Regions from separate parts of the Hordeum vulgare genome. Here region 1 is linked to region 2. The links are chromatin contacts, called in public Hi-C maps. All regions are on one chromosome and are shown on one strand. Each heading gives the region's core, a stretch centred on a gene start, on an enhancer-like site or on the middle of the called end of the contact. The rest is flanking DNA. Distances are from core to core; before and after follow the strand shown. Region 1 has its middle 35 kb from the start of LOC123440334. Region 2 holds the start of LOC123444563 (helicase-like transcription factor CHR28).

Region 1 (2,788 bases), core at 224-2,723, 110 kb after region 2:
CACCTTTATAATCATCCAGTTACGTTGTGACGTTTAATACACCCAAAACACTCCTAAGGTATCCGGGAGTTGCATAATCTCATGGTCTAAGAAAATGATACTTGACATTATAAAAGTTTTAGCAGACGAACTACACGATCTTGTGCTATGCTTAGGATTGAGTCTTGTCCATCATATCATTCTCCTAATGATGTGATCCTGTTATCAATGATATCCAATGTTCATGATGAGGGAACCATGATCATTTATTGATCAACGAGCTAGCCAACTAGAGGCTCACTAGGGACATGTTGTGGTCTATGTATTCACACATGTATTACGATTTTCTGGTTAATACAATTATAACATGAATAATAAACAATTATCATGAATTAAGAAATATATAATAACTATTTTATTATTATCTCTAGTGCATATTTACAACACTTACCACTTTCGAATGAGGCTTGAACTCTTACATCCGAATGTTACCACCGCGCCGTAGCTAGGCTTTACTTTCCGTTCATATCCCTCGTACTATTGATTTGTTAGGTTAATCCCGTCGACAAAAGGAGCTACTGATTGATTCGGTGGGGGTTGTTAGTTTTTGATTCACCTCCCCTGTTCAGCGTCACCGCGGCCGTTGGCAAAGTGCTACCGGCGTATCATTTGGAACCAGACCCCGGTGGAAGCAAAGTCTCCGGATTCCACAGACAAAGGCATATGCCATGTTCACACCCCTCACACAGTCAGGTAGCCGCGTACTTGCTCTGAAGAAAAGATGATATCCGGTACCGCGATCAACGCCCTGACATTGCGCGGTGAAACAGCGGGCATTTCCGGAGGAACTGGTCCGTAAAAAAAGCAAGCTGCACGTATACACATCTGTTTGCGCTGCGTATTTTCCGCTTGCTCCTACGCGGTGGCCGGGGAGGGAACATCGGCTAGTCATTATCAGTGAACGCGTTATTCTTCAGATTTCATCAATTCCTATTGAAAAGTCTAGAGCGCAGCAAACACTCGTATGAATGAATCTTCAGCGGCCGGTGTTGCCCTGAAAGCAACAGGTTTCTGCAAAATTCTGCCTGTTAATGGTCTCGGGCTGTACTATGCCGTTGCCTCTAGGCAAAATCATTTTCCCTTGGGATCTGTCATCTATGTTGAGAGCTTTTATCATAACAAATCCTTTTCCCGGGGAGGAGGAACGACGGCTACACACCGACACAGATGCTTGTTTCGGGACCACCAGCGGTGTAAAGAACGGGGATAACGTCGCCGTCGTCGTCGATGGAACAGCGCAAGGCGGCCGAAGCTGTTGCCCGGTTTCCCGGTCAGTTTGAGCATCAAAGTCTTGTATCGCAAGACGGGCAAAGTCGCGTCGACTGCAAGCAGGCACTGACAACACATCTACGCTCAGGATACAACACGGGAGCTTTATAATACTACTCTACTATGCAGTGCTACTGCCTTGTACCCTAGCAGTACGGCGGTAGCCGGTAGGCAAGCATCTTCCGTCCAGACCACCACGCGCTCTCGCTCGGTGTGGAGTGTGGACTCTGGAGTCGTTGGACCCTCGCTAGATGTGCATCTTAGGCCAACTTCACCGCGCGATTTCAAAAGGAAGTTCATTTTATCCAGATTCCGGACCTGTTCTCGGATGAGCTGGCCGTGTGACCAGGGCGAGGCTACATCCTGTCCCCCTTATATTAATAAAATACATCACTGCGTGTCAGGCCAGCTTCGTGGGGTGGAGGGGGGCAGAAAAAGGAGGCCCGGGCCGCAACCTGTCCGCCCTGTATTAATAAAATACACCACCGCGTGTCAGGCCAGCTTCATGGGTTGGGGGGGGTATAGAAACAGGAGGCCCGTGGCACCGACAGGCGGGCCAGGGGAGGACAAGCACGCGTGTCCGGTTGTCCGCGGTTGTCCGTTTTACCCCAAAGGCAACACAAACTTGCGTCGGGATGGGTCAAAAGCGAACACAAAACGAACAAAAGTCCGTTTGCTCCCGCGCGCTCGGCCGTCTGGTTTGTCCGTTTTATCCCAAACGGACGCACGCGGACAGGATGGGGTCACCGCGCCACCTCATCTAAACATCCGTTTGAGCCGAATTCTATCCGACGACAATGGGATTGTTCATATCCGAATCGGTTTGTGGCTGGGTCATCAGGTTCGGGTGGAACGCGGCCACTGGTTGCTCCTCGTGCACCTCCTCCTTCACCGCCACGGGCTGCTCCTTCACGGCGTCAGCCATCTCCAGCTTCAGGATGGCCACGTTACCGGCCGTGGAGAGTGCCATAATATTCTCCAGCCCCTCCCACTAGCGCTCATCGTACGTGTTCATGGAATCTTCCATGACACGCTGGACGAGCCATGCCTCCTCCTCTTCGATCATGTGAGGAGGTGGTGGTGGCAACGGAAAGGGCGACGACGACGGGGTCGGCGTCAAGCCGCGCACCCGCGTACGCCCGCGCACCTCGGAGGGCTTGGAGGGTGCGCCCGGCGCTCTGCACGTGCCCGCCGCGGGCTGGTGTGTTGGCCGTCAAAATAGGTCGTGCGCCGCACGTCGTGCTCATCACGGAACCAAGTGTCCCACATGGGGATCCACGGCGTACCTCGGGTCGTAGTGGAGGTCGTCGGGGAGGCGTCGGCGGCGGTAGATCTCGTCGCGGTGGGCACGGCCGTTCATTGGCATCGGCGGGATCAACACCCGATCGGCGGATAGGTGCTAGTTGTTCGCCAAGTGGATGTCGCTCGAGGGGAGCGGCGTCCTTGTCTCCCAATAGCGGCGGCACACATCCGCATGGAT
Region 2 (3,138 bases), core at 283-2,782:
GCTATGATTATCCAACAACAAACCATCGCATTACCAGTGGATGAAATCTGAAACCCTAGCATCCAACAGCTTAGTGTCACATTTTCACACAATCAAGTAGTTCGAGTAACAAGCTGAGCTCTGAAAAGTCACATGTTGATCCAAACCCAAACATACACTGGAGAAACACCTTTCACCACAACAACCAATGAATAATAGAAAGTTTAGTGTATTACACTGCACTGAGTCACTGACAGTAAGAATCCAAGATCCCCACCATCACCCCGCATAAAATTAAATCAAACTGATTCATCTCATTTATAATAGAGTTACAGCCAGCTTAGAATATCGAGTGTAACTCCTTTGCTCTATAAGCACACCCCAGAAGGTAAGACAGCAAATAGCTGAATGCCGGCAAAAAAAACTTGAACCTTCTCATACTCTAGAGATCATGAGTAACTAAGAATTGGGGGGCGATATACCAAACAATACGAGAAAAGGGAGGAAACAATGCAACTCCACCCAACCCTTATAATCCTCTTGCAATCATCAACGCCTTAACTAGTCAGCACTACTCCGAATATCTCATCATAGACTTGCTGCTTCCAACCAAGTTCTTGCCTCAGCACCCCAATCAACTCAGCTGACGTACTACCACAGGCGAGGCCAATGATCCAACACTTGGATCCAATGCACCAGGACCTAATCCTCTTCAAGTCAACTGCCTCCAGTGACAAAGACAGCACCATATGATCATTGCTCATGTGATTGGGCTCAAATATCAAAAGATGGATGTCATTTCCAAACAGTATTTAACAAGCACATATATAGACGGTATGACTTAATTGCATCACATGCAATAACTGAGCTTTTAGCATTCCATTTAGTAGGGGAAACAATAAAACAACTCCCCCAAACTGAAAAGTGGCACCAAATCCCTTGCTCAAGGCTTGATCACGCTTGGCTCACACACATCTCACTCGAAAAGGCCCAGAGTCTAAGCGACTAGGACACTACACATCGCGAATTGCGGATATGTAGAAGGAGCATGACATCCCAAACACTCGTACGCGTCCGCTCCGACGAAATCCAAAACCCTAGCCCGGGGGAAGGCCAACCCTGGCTGCCGAATTGGATCCGGGCGGTCCGAGCTAAGATGCGAATTAGGGCAAGGCCGGGGCGGCAAAAGCGACGCACGCACCTCGGGCCGCGGGTCCTCCGCCCCGTCGTCGGCGGGCTCGCTCTCGAGGAAGGCCATGAAGTCGCCGAGGGGCATGGAGAGGTTGTCCTCGGCGCCGCCGTAGCCCCCGTCGTCGAAATCCATCGCCGGTTCCTCCGCCATCATCCGCCCCGGCGCGATTCGATCATGCAATTCGCCGCGGGAGAGGGCCCCTGCTTTTTTCTCCGCCGGACGAGAGCCCTTTCCCTCTCTCTCTCTCTCTCTCTCTCTCTCACCCTCGTTTTTAATCGTGGCGGGGGTGGGGGGCGGCTGCGCTGCGGTGGGCTGAGGAGAGAATAGAGATGCCGTCCGCGTCGAACTGGTGGAAAAGAGGAAGGGGAAAAATTCGTTCCGGGTTGGGGGATTTTTAAAAGCGAGACCGAGGAAAGGGTCGGCGTCGGGGGAGGGGGGGGTTTGGGAATGGCCGGGTACAGAAGCCGGGTTCGGGTTTGTGTGGGGGTGGAGTAAATTCGCGGCATGTGCACCACGCGGTGGACGGACGGAGCCGCGGACCGGACGCCGGTTCTGGAGCCACCGACTTTGGCTCGGCTTTTTGAGCCGACTCAGCCGAGGGACGCCCGGCTTCGGGGTCGTCGTGGACCGGGGCCCGGGCCCCGGCCCCGTGTGCCACACGGAACCGTGCGCGTGGCGCAGCTTTTTCAGGACAGACCCGGGATAGGTGTATTTTCGACTCGTGGATGAAATGAAATGATGGAATTGGGATCGGGTGTCTATATACATTGCTGGGAAATGGGAGACAGTGGTAACGCTCAACACCGTCAGCCAAAAGGACGGTGCATTTGTCCGATTTTTGTTCGTTTGGCTTGATTCAACGGATAAAAAGTCTGATTTCGTGTTTAGGTTAATGCATGTGTCCAACGTTGGTCCAATTCATGTTGACGACGTGCGAAAAAATATGCGCCCATTTTTTAAATAAAAATAAACATTAGTCAAACATAAAAGACGGCCACGAAGGCTGACAAGAGTCCACACGTTTCCATTACATTAATTAAACATAAAATACGAGATAGTGCGCTACCCTAGGCGTCGTCGTTGTCGACGTCGCGGCGGTGAGGTCGATCAGCGTCGGCGCAGGGCCGGCCCAGGGAAACTTTGTGTTCAAAACGACGTTGATGTTCGAGGCGGGTTGTGCCTCCGTCGTCTGTCGCGTCGGCGCGGGCGTCGCTGGTGGCGGCGGCAGCGCAGCACGAGCGCGCTCCTCTTCCTCCCTCTCCACCCTTTCCGCCTCCGCTTCCTGCTCCAATCGGCGCTCCAGCTCCATCTGCCGCTGGTCGTCGGTGTCCTCCTCCGCGAGGCTCTACGCCCTCCAATGCTGGAGGTAGGCTGCCTCCTGCTGTGATGTCACGCCCAACCAGATGGGCGACGCGCTGACTCACTCGCGAAGGCAGACGGTCCACTAGTAGACCTCCGGCTACGGCTCGGTCTTCAGCTGAGGGGGCATGGTGCAGTCGCCAGCGATGAACGGCGCGATGGCCTCCGTGAGTTGCGCCTCGTATGTCGCGTCCTCCTTCTCGGCCTTGCGTCGCTCTTCATCCTCGCGCGGCCATGGGTGTTGGCTAGGGTTTGGTCGCCGACGAGGGAGCAGAGAGGTGGCGAGATGGGGACGAGGGGCTGGAACCAGATGAGGCCGAACCCCATCGCACGTTCGGATTAAAAAAGGCTGACCGCGACCGCTGACGCGTGGACCCGTAAAGGGTGGCCGTCATTAATTATGTTGACTATAGGTAGTTGGGACGGACACCTAGAGGGCGGGCGCGTCCGCGACGAAGCATTACAGTCGCAAATTTGGATCAGAAATGGGTCAACGCGGAAGCGTTTGACAATGGGTCCACTCGTTGGACCATTACATTTTTTTCATCTAAACGAGCGGCGATGGACAAAATGGATCGTCGTGTTGGAGTTGATCTAAGAGTAAAAAA

What was found. Hi-C and Micro-C count contacts between places; a contact is called where the count stands out from the background.
Region 1: a contact with region 2 is called in a Hi-C map of leaf, with 4 times the contacts expected there. The contact joins the enhancer-like site here to the promoter of LOC123444563 in region 2. A contact is called at or near these places in 3 of 6 Hi-C or Micro-C datasets (leaf and seedling) and 1 of 1 datasets of contacts at active chromatin or transcription factors (embryo).

What each region holds. Positions count from the first base shown.
Region 1 is chr3H:509,851,453-509,854,240 of MorexV3_pseudomolecules_assembly, forward strand. No RefSeq gene overlaps it. Among protein-coding and RNA genes, the nearest start is that of LOC123440334, 35 kb to the right of the region's middle. Within about 2 kb of position 1,474, at least 3 of the 3 cell types and tissues checked have open chromatin away from gene starts, as enhancers often do. A contact at or near this core is called in leaf and seedling, where this site is marked.
Region 2 is chr3H:509,740,957-509,744,094 of MorexV3_pseudomolecules_assembly, forward strand. LOC123444563 (helicase-like transcription factor CHR28) reads right to left here and starts at 1,533. Exons shown (of 14, transcript XM_045121331.1): 1 at 1,181-1,533. The coding sequence starts at 1,324.